Linked DNA regions of Mus musculus: region 2 is linked to region 1. A link is a contact called in public Hi-C data. All regions are on one chromosome and are shown on one strand. The core of a region is the stretch at or near the end of the contact, and the rest is flanking DNA. Distances in the headings are between cores, read along the strand shown.

What was found. Hi-C and Micro-C count contacts between places; a contact is called where the count stands out from the background.
Region 2: a contact with region 1 is called in a Hi-C map of the N1E-115 cell line, with 15 times the contacts expected there. The contact joins the promoter of Rars here to the enhancer-like site in region 1. A contact is called at or near these places in 5 of 39 promoter capture datasets (the 3T3-L1 cell line, embryonic stem cells, hippocampal neurons and 2 more) and 4 of 484 Hi-C or Micro-C datasets (the N1E-115 cell line, cerebellum, cranial neural crest and 1 more).

Annotation. Positions count from the first base shown.
Region 1 is chr11:35,452,153-35,457,329 of GRCm38.p6, forward strand. The region is part of intron 4 of Slit3 (slit guidance ligand 3); the gene reads left to right. Among named protein-coding and RNA genes, the nearest start is that of Gm39705, 90 kb to the right of the region's middle. Within about 2 kb of position 2,484, at least 8 of the 459 cell types and tissues checked have an H3K27ac peak or open chromatin away from gene starts, as enhancers often do. A contact at or near this core is called in the N1E-115 cell line, where this site is marked.
Region 2 is chr11:35,831,493-35,836,669 of GRCm38.p6, forward strand. It overlaps Rars (arginyl-tRNA synthetase), which reads right to left and starts at 3,036. Exons shown (of 15, transcript NM_025936.3): 1 at 2,945-3,036; 2 at 1,680-1,814. The coding sequence starts at 2,989.

The sequences.
Region 1 (5,177 bases), core at 1,234-3,733:
CAAACCCAATGGAATGGCATGGAGCGTGTAAGTTTTAAACTATTAGTGACATGAAGAAAGCTTTAGCCATTTGCTTATAAATGAAACCATTTTTTTTAAGGGAAGGATAACACTCATTTTTCAGCTCCAGAAATTTTTTTCTCCACCTGATTAAAAAAAAAAAAAAAAAGCTCTGTGAACGGAGATTTTATGAGGAGATCAGGGGGTACTGCTGGGGTTCAGTGTGGTCTGGGTGAAGATGCTAACCGGGTGGAGATGCTCACCCCCAAGTCTTCAACTAAGCACACTGAAGGATTGCGACCAGTGTAGAAAGACCTCAGCCAATCACTGGGCTGGCTAACAGGCCCCCAGATGCCTGCACCCTAATGATTCAAGGTCCATGTGCTTATAAACCAATCAGCCCCCAGATCTGTGGGCTGCAGTCCCTGCCATCACCCAGCCTCTCCCCTGGATGTCACTGTTGTGCTGTGTGAGCAACGCCCGGGAGCGCTTCTGGGACTATGAAAAACCCTCCTTAGAAGCTGCCACCCTTGGGGCTAGAGAAGGCACCCAGGAAAATGCAGGACAAGCCTAGTCTGCAGGCACCTGGGGGGGGGGGCGTGGTCAGGACTCAAAATCCTGGACCTGTGTTCAAACCTGATGGCAATACCAGACTGTATGACTCTCTAGTACAAAGAAGCTAAGGCCTGGATAACTGGGAGGGGCTGAGGCCCTCCTTTGCGGTTCATACACCCTCCTGGACAAAGAGCTCCAAGCTGGCAGCAAGAGGAATTTGCAGGCCAGTATTCATTGTGTTCAGAGCAAGGAGCCAGATCCCAATCCCACACTTGCTATAAACAAGCAAAGGGAACATGGAGAGATGGTTTTACCCCAGCCCTGTTGCTTTGCTATAAGAATTCAGTGAGAACAAGGCTTAACAGGTGAGGCCCAACAAGGCCTTCGAAAGCAGACAGCCAGCCAAATTGACAGCCGGGGAGAGAACTCTTGCTTCTAATCCACTTGTGAAAATAAACGCAAGACCTGAGATTAGAGCAAATCGGGAGATGGGGCTGAGATTGGTGGACCCAAAGTCCCCTTTCTTTTCTTCCTGGTTCTGGGTTTCTGTGAAACGCCACTACCTCCTCACAAAGTCACAGGTACATGTGTAGGGAGGAAGCACCCAAGCTTAGCCTAAAAGCAGGCAGTGAGCCCTTTTTGTGCTATCTCCATGTTGATATGTGTGGAATAACCAAGAACAAACTTAGAACCTATGATAAGAAAGGCATGTGCCTAGGACTCCAGGCAGGGGGCTAGCACAAGATAAGTCACACCTAATTGAGGCCAGCCTAGTGTGCCTGTATTTCTCCAGCCTCATTGATGGCCACCCATCTAGAAGCCTTTGGTATCCCTTTGACTCTGTTCTCCGGGTGATGGTTTTGCGTCATTAGTTATTAAGGCATCTCCCTGGTGGGAATCAGTGTGGTGTGACCGGGTGGCATCAGCTAATGCTCCCAGAGTCTCATTCTCCATCTACAAATTGCTGGCCTTACCCTTTGTCGCATTACCTGCTCAGCACTTACACATCAAGGATGCAGATGGGCCAAGCTAGGAAAGAGCAACCAAGGTGTCTCTTTCCCTCCAGCATCCTCCAGGCAGGGGTCCCCCTCTCATCTGTATTTTATCAGCCACCTGTGGGTGGATGGGAAAGCAGAGGGCAGTCCCCTCTCAGTGCCTAAAGGAGACACTGCCTTCTAAGTGTAGAGTTCAAGAGAAAGGCCTACTTGATTTTTTTTTTTAATTACAAAATAACTCAGTGGGTGGTGAGTCCAGATTTTCCCATAGACTATCAACGCACATCCAGTGAAGCCGAAGCTTCACCTACCCCACCCCACCTTGAGTCTTTTTGTGCTTTTGAGCAGTGTGTTTTCTGGGAGAGCTTTTGGCACCTTAATCCCATCATCGGTGGGTCTGCTCATACTTCTTCCAGAGCTGTGCTTTGCTGCGGGGACTTGGTGAAGACAGAGGCGGCTGTAGCAAGCCTCAGTCAGGGGAAGGTAAATTGGAAAATGAGCCGGGAAGGGAAGGGAGGCAGTGCCCGAGCAGCTGCAGGATTGTTCAAAGCCATTTTCTCAACTGGGCTAATCATTCTTCCCCATGGTGTGGGGACACCTACGCGTGCAGAAGTGTGCACTTCTTGACTGCCGGGAGCAGCCTATTAGGAGAGACAGATTGACTCCCACCTCCTCCGTTCTCAGTCTCCTCCACTGCCCCTAAAACCCCTACCCCACAAGATAGCTCACCCACCTTTCCTCCCATTGGGAAGGGTTGTCAGTGATGGGAGGGGCTGGGCAGATTCAAACCAGCCCAGCTTGAGGAGTAGCAATAATTACAAAATCTCGGGCCGTTATCCAATTACTTTGACATGTGGCCATTCTAGGGAGTTCTAACTGGATTAAGTTCATTATAAAAAGATTAGTCCTCGAATGGGGACTGTGCATAACAAAGTGAACCTTCAAGTGTGCCGCTGCTGGGCCACCAAGGACTTTGGGAGGTGGGGGTGGGCTAGAGTGAATGGCTTTGTTTATTGAATTACTGCTTAGGGATTTGCTGAGTTTTGTTCAGATGGAGTTTGTGGCTTAAAGCGACTCTCAGCTGTTTCCTGTTTGTTTTCCTCTCTCCAGAGTGTTCCTCAATACCTTTGCAGTTATTGTCAAAGCAGTAATCCAAAATGCCTGTCCCTAATGTTCTGTGTGGACATGGAGGTGAAATTATTGATCAAAATGGATGAGACACATGAACCTCATGAATTATTCATGGGCTGTATATGAATGCACATATAGAAAGGACCGGCACTCTTCTAATGCCTCCCATTTACATAATGCTTCCTGGCTCTGCGGAGCCATTTCACATTTTTCATTTGACCCATGCAACCGTACTCCGGGATATAAGTAGACATTATTGTAAAGATTGTGCCCATAATGAAATGGAGACTCAGAGAGGTTAATCCATGGTGACCTAGCCAGAGAGTCAGCCAAAACTGAGTAACTACTGAGATCCTTGCTGCCCAGCCTGATGCTCTAGAACAACAGTTCTAAACCTGTGGGTCACAATCCCCACAGGGGTCACCTATCAGATATCCTGCATATCAGATATTTACATTACGATTCATAACAGTAGCAAAATTTCAGTTATGAAATAGCAAGGAAACAGTTTGGTGGTTGGGGGAGGGGTCACCACACCATGAGGCACTGTGTTAAAGGGGCACAGCATTAGGGAGGTTGAGAAGGTTCCAGAAGCACACCCAAACTCGGTGAACACATGTATTTTAATCACAGAGTCTGTATTCATCTCTGATTGTTGACAATTTGAATTAATCAGACTGGTTGAAATCAGATTTTGTTTGAATTCCCTTTATTTGCAGGAAGGATTTTTATCAATGAGCAGTTTTGAGCAACCCACTTACCTACTAAATATTGCCATCCCCTTCCTAAGCTTGGAACAGTTTTCATCTAGGGAAATGTCATGGAACTCTTTTGGTGTCTTCCCTAGAATGTGTGCTTCGGTTAAAAAGGGGGTAGGGTCACTGCCACTCTCTAAGGATGAATGCCCAAGCTCTGTGCATTGAGGTGTCCTGGGGTGAGGAGCATGGATATTCAGGTCCATGAGAAGGTGTAAATTAATAACCAGTCTCCTATTTTTTTTATCTACTCTCTGAGACCTTAGACTCCCTGTGGGGAACAGTTATGAATTCAGACGCTAAGCACATAACCTCCTCTGTTAGTGGGATCGGGATAGACAGTGCATCTCTGCTTTGTCCCTTTATGCCCACTGTAGTATTGTGGTTAGAAGGTCATAGCTTTCTATACCTATCTACCCATCTCAAGACAGAGCTGCAAGCGGCTTTTAACAAGAGTCAGAAATTGTCTAGCTAATGGTGTCTGTTTACCAGTCACCCCAATTCTAGACTCTGGTTACCCCGTGACTCAGGAAGGCTTAAGAGGCATGACCAGAGCAGCCCGTTGGCCTGTGTCTGGTGCCACCCTGATGGCCAGCGACTCAGGAAGGCTATTGTGAAATATAATGCAGTGGCAGTGTGGTGGCAGGGGTAGGGGGGTGGTACCTTGAAGGCCCTGTGCCAAGGTGTCCCCCTGAGAAAACATACCATGTGACAGACCTAGTATAAGGGAAGTTTATTTGAGGAAGGAAGTGGAGTGAAGACCTGGAGAAGGGATAGAGGCAGATGGAACTGAGTGTAAAGAAAAGAGGGCAGAGAAAGACAGTAAGAAGGCCTGAAAGAGAGGCTTGCCAGGAGTACATCTAGTGGCATCAGGTGATGACATAAGTCACCACTAGGTCCCTGGGAGGAGCCCAGTGGAATCCTGTAAGCCAACTGAGCATTAGACCTGGAGAGAGAATATATTTAAAGTTATAGTCACAGCAAAGGTTAAGGCAGATGCCAGTTAGCAAGGAAAAAATAAATGTGTGTAAGCAGAAATGTAGGTGGCTGCAGACCAGTGACCCCATCTAGCCTGTCTAAAATGAAACACACAGACAGACACAATTTACACAGTTACTCCCTAACGCTACCCAGTTTATAGACCATATTTAAAAGCAAAATAGATTTTTGGAGATACTCAGGATTCTCATTTGCAAAGAGTAAAGCCATTAACTCCAAAAGGAAAAAAGGAACTTAGTGGCTCATGAAACTAAAACATCATGAGCCTTTTGGCAAAGGTTTTAATCTAGTGGCTCAGAAATACCACTGACACTTCAGATGGTGGCTTTCTGATTTTTGCTAACCTCTTCAGTGAGTAGGTGTATCCCTTACTTTGACATTGCTGTAACCCAGTTCCTGACAGGATGACCTTAAAAGAGGAAAGGATTAGTTAGGGACTAAGGATATAGCTCACGAGGTAGGATACTGAACCAGCATGGTGATACCCTAGGTTCAGTCTGTCTGGTGTGTATAGGGATGGGGCATTTGGGGTCCTGGTTTCAGAGAGATTTAAGTCTGTCATAGGTGAAGTCATGGCAAGTGGCTGTATCCATGGTGGGAGGAACAGTCGACAGCAGGCAGGATGTCTTAGTTAGGGTTTTACTGCTGTGAACAGACACCATGACCAAAACAACTCTTATAAGGACAACACTTAATTGGGGCTGGCATATAGGTTCAGAGGTTCAGTCCATCATCATCAAGG
Region 2 (5,177 bases), core at 1,786-4,285, 380 kb after region 1:
GTGAGACCTGGACTCAAATAAAGCCAAAAGCAGACACATTTTGGTACAATCACCTTTACTGTTTTGAGGTTTTGTAAAACCTCACATTATAAAAATTTGTAAAAATAACAGCTTTTGAGAAAACTAAGATTAGAAGCAGATTCCCGAAAATCTACGGATTCTTTAAAAGTGGCATTATCGTGACAGCAATCATGTATGAGTGCTATCGGTGTGAAAAAGCTTTCTGTGAGTACTTTAATAAATGTACTAAGTGGCTAGGCTCTGGAGGCAGAGGTAGAGGCAGAGGATCTATGTGAGTTTGAGAACTGGTCTACTTATGACAGCTCCAGAAAGGTCAGGGCTAAATAGAAACTGTGCCTCAAAAACAATACTAAATACGTTTCTAAATCTTAAAAACACATAAAAAAGACAGAAAAGCAATAAGAAAAAACTGAGGCAGCCGTGCTTATGAGAACATGGGTAAAACACCTCCTGCCAGAACCATCCGGTACGTGCTTTCAAGGTGGAGTATGTGGCCCAAGAACTAGGGCAAGGCGGCAGAGTGAAGTTATGGCACACAGCACTTTAGTCCTTTGATGCTCCCTCCCTCCCCCCCTCTCCCTCTCTCTGGTTTTCCGAGACAGGGTTTCTCTGTGTAGCCCTGGTTGTCCCGAGACTCACTCTGTAGACCAGGCTGGTCTGGAACTAAAAGATCAGCCTGCCCTTGTCTCTTGCACACAGAGAAGTTTGTTTTCACCACAGCTGTGGATTTATTTCCCTTACTTCCTTCAGCAGCGCACAAGCACTTGACAAAGCTATCTGAGCACAGCTGCCTCCACACAGATAATAAAGTGCTTCAAAGGACTGGTCAGACGCCTGAGATGAGGACTTGGAGCGGTGCCTGTGCAATCCAGAAGGAAGTACACACACTGGAGAACAATGAATGAGGCAACATGCTAGGCTGTGTCATCAGCAAACCTGAAAGGCAGGCCAAAGAAGCTGAAGGTAGGCTTTCTTTAAAACAAACAAACAAACAAACTACATTGATAAGCATTGCTGGACTGTAAGGCTATTCAAATGGTGGCATGGTAGTACACACCTGTAAACCCAGCCTGAGAGACACAGAAGAAGAAAATGCACTTCAAGATGGAGGCAGCCCAGCCCAGAAGCCAGCCTGGTCTGTATAGAGAGGCTGTTGGATGGGGAGGAGGAGAGGCAGAGAAAGTTTCGCAACATTAAATGAAAAGAACCCCAAAAGATGCTATAAAGCATAACACAAAACTGCAAAATAAACAACTTCATTGCAGAGGAGTTAGGAATCAGTGAGTGCATTTTAAAACATCCCTGTTAGTTGCTCCTGAGAAACTGTTTCTTTTACAGTAGTTAAAATGGTTTTAAAAACAAAAGACATTCCTTTGACAGCATGGACATAAGCCTTTGAAGAAATCTCAACTTCCAAACCATTAAACCATCGTAATGAACCACTTAAAAGGGGTATCATAATAAACTACTTAAAAGGGCCCTGGGAAGCCAGTGCCGCCCCACTTTCTCCAGCCTAATGAGTCCTAACTTGCCTTATGCAGGAAAACTGATTTCTAAACAAACTCCTCTTCTCAATTCTTATAGCACGTACTTCTAGAATCTTCAGTAACAACAACAACAGCAACAACAAATTATTTGAAAACATCCGGAGCACTTACCCTTCGAAGAATATTCAGCCTATACTTCAATTTTAAATTTTCTTCTCGTAACTGTTCCAAACTTGGAGAAGCTTCCAAGCAGCCACAGTTCTTCAGCCGGTCGATCTCAGCAGTCAGAGCCTTAATCTCCCTTTCCTGTAAGGGAAAGGCAACTTTTCCAGGTCAAACAAATGCTTCCCGGATAATGGCAAACCTTACCACAGACTTCCTCATTTCGCTCTCCACAACATGTGGGGTAGAAAAATGAGAATGGACTTTGCAATGATTTTACTGACGTCAGCAATCATCCTTTATGAGATGGAACTGAGTTCACATGTGTGTGCTGGGGATGAGGGACTGCGGGGCAGAGAATATAACTCAGCCAAGTGTGCATGGCAGTACACATCTCCAGTCCTAGCAGTTGAGAGGCTGTGAGTTGAAAGTCCAGGGCCAGAGTCAAACACGGAAGTCTCTTCTTTAGCTAGGTGCATCCTGATTTAGTCAGAGTACAAGTTTCTGGCTTTACTACCTGTGTTGCTAAATCTAATGACTTGGGACTAAAAAAAACCAAACCAAATCAAAAACGACAAAACAAACCAACAAACATCAGTAGGAGTTGGGGACTTGCACCCCTCAGTGCTGCTTGCCACACATAGGCCTTGGCTCTGGGTTAGATCCCGAGACAAAAAGGAGTCAATCCATCTTTTGTCATATTCGAAATCACTCAAGTGTCCGTCTTTGCCTTTTCTGGGTCTACGTAAACTTCATATATATATGGTTTTTTTTTTCCCCATCTCTCCAAGATCTGCTACTATTCACTGGACTCAGCAGTAAAGAGCTTGTCCATTTATTTTGCACCTCGGGGATGATTTGCATAAAAGCAGTTATTGTCCAGGGAAGACTTAGACAAACTGAGTTCCTAACGCTAGTGTCTAGGCCCGAAAAAGAAAAGGGGCTGGTCTTACTTTCGTTTTTCAAAATTGTGACACTGTTCCAGACCAACACTGGCGGCTTCTTGGGAAGTTTCCGGCTGGGTCTCAGGGCACACCTGTCCTGCTCTAACCTGGCCTGGGCGACCAGCAGAGTGAGCCTCGCTCGCTGTCCACCCTCTCTTCTCTGAGTGACAGTCGCACGACCCGGCCAAGAGGAAAGGGCCAGCGGAGCAGCAAGGCTTCGCAAGCCCCGAGGTCCCGGACTGGGGTCGCCGCGGCCGCCTGTGGAAGCCACTGCGGACTCTGCCCCGCCGCCGCCCGCTCCAGAGCCCTCCGCCCCGCCCAGGGACAAACCTGCTGCAGCAACCGCGCGGAGCACTGAGCCACCAGACCGTCCATCCTCTCGTCAGCGACTCACATGCCAAGCGGCCGGAAGCGGAAGTGTCTAGTTTGGGCCGGAAACGGAAATTCCTACCCGGGTAAGTCACTGTTTTTGGTTTTTCAGGGCGCGCCCTCTGCTGCCCCCTAACGGGATCCAGGAGACACTGCGAGAGAGGCGGGGAGCAGGCCAAAGCAACCTACCCTCTGCTTGGAGGCATGGCGCGGGCATGGGCACAGAACCCATCCCTCTTTTGTTTTGATTTTTTGTGTTTTTTGTTTTTGTTTTTTTCGAGACAGGGTTTCTAGCCCTGGCTGTCCTGGAACTCCCTCTGTAGACCAGGCTGACCTCGAACTCAGAAATCCACCTACCTCTGCCTCCCAAGTGCTGGGATTAAAGGCATGCGCCACCACTGCCTGCAACTCATCCCTCTGTTAAACAGGCATTTTTGTTGTTGTTCACATTAAGGTGCTAGATACTCTCTCCAGGATGTGAAGATGTTTAGAATGTATGATAAAAAAAGGTCCTTAAACTAATGGAGACTGCCTGAAAGGGGAAAGAGAAAACAATGGCTTTCCTTTTCATTGTATGTGTAGTGCGCGCGTGCACGCGCACATGTGCATGTGTAGACTTTTTGTATTCCACTCTGACCTTTGACTCTCCATCCTCCTGCCTCAGCCTCCTTACCAGGCAAACAATGTTTTAATTACCAAGAAAGGAAGGTGGTACAATGACTTGAGCCAGGCAGCCTCTTGGAGCATCTCTCAGGCTCTTCTGTTCGTTTGAAAGATGTAGCCCAGGGTAGTCTTGCATTTAGCTGAGCTTCTGATCTTTTGTCTTGAACTTCTGATCTTTTTCTTTCCACCTTCCAAGGGTCGTGGTAACGTGGTTTTACCACCAAGATGGATTTAGTTCACGTTAAAATTTACTTATCTTCATCCTAAACAATAATATCTATGAATCCATGGGCTGAGTGTGTGGGCTAAAGATGCTACATATTAAATAAATATAGGACTTGAGAGGTGGCTCAGTGGTTGAGAGCACTGGCTGTTTTTTTTTCCCCCAGAGGTCCTAGTTTGATCCCAGTATTCACATGGCAGCTCACACTCACCTATGAACATGTAGTTCCCTGGGATTTGATGCTCTCTCCTGGTGTGCAAGCATACATGCAGACAAAACACCCATATACATAAAATAGATAAACTTTCAAAAACAATCAACATATTATTATAGATAATAAAGAATGCAGCCATATCTACCTGTGTTTTCTTTTTGCTAGGTAGAGCGGGCTGGCCTAAAACTCAAGCATTTCCTGTGTTCTGGGATTACATCTGCTGCCTCTCCGGGCCTATAGTTTTCTATATTGTCACCAGTGGTACCTATACCCACTTTGAGAAAATGCTGCATTAAGGCACTTGGCTATCACCACAGCACATAAAAAAATGTTAAAAACACACACACACACACACACACAACACTGTGATTGCTGTGAATTCATTCCAGCCTGAGTTAGTGAGTTTTAGGACTGTAGAGTAAGGACCTGTCTCCAGGTAAGCAAGCAAACAAGCAAAAAAAAAAAAAAAAAAAAAAAAAAAAAAGGAAGAAGGAAGGAAAAAAAAGAGGTCACAAGCCACTGAGAAACGCCTATGTTCCCATTGCTACACAGCCGGATTGGAAGGACTTCGACTTTCCTTCAGTCAGTCAGTAATTGTCATGTGTTAGGGAATACTGTGTCAGGAGCTGAAATGGTGAACAGGTGTGTCTGGTGCGTGAGATATGAAACCTAGGGAATCAGATACATATGGTTGGCCAGAAGTACATAACGTCAAGCCTGCTATTTCCAATTAGCTTCATTTACCCACTATCCTATAGTTGGCAGAAATTGATGGCTATCCTTACCATATTCCCATTAATACATTCAGTTAGCAACGTGCTCTGGGGATAGCTGTACTCATGGTATGGGTCAAAGATATGGAAATGAGTTATTCCAGAAGCATCTAGAATATAACAAGTAGAATATAGACTTCACTACTGTGGCTTAACATTGCGACTTAACTTATAACAGTAGAGAGTGACTCTCAGCACCGTGGATCTACAGCAGCGGATGCTGGATCTCAGTAATTCGGTCTACAATAGCAAACACTGGATAAACAATGCAGGGCTTTAGTTTCCAAAGTCTTGTCTTTAATTCTTTTCTTCCAGTGCTGG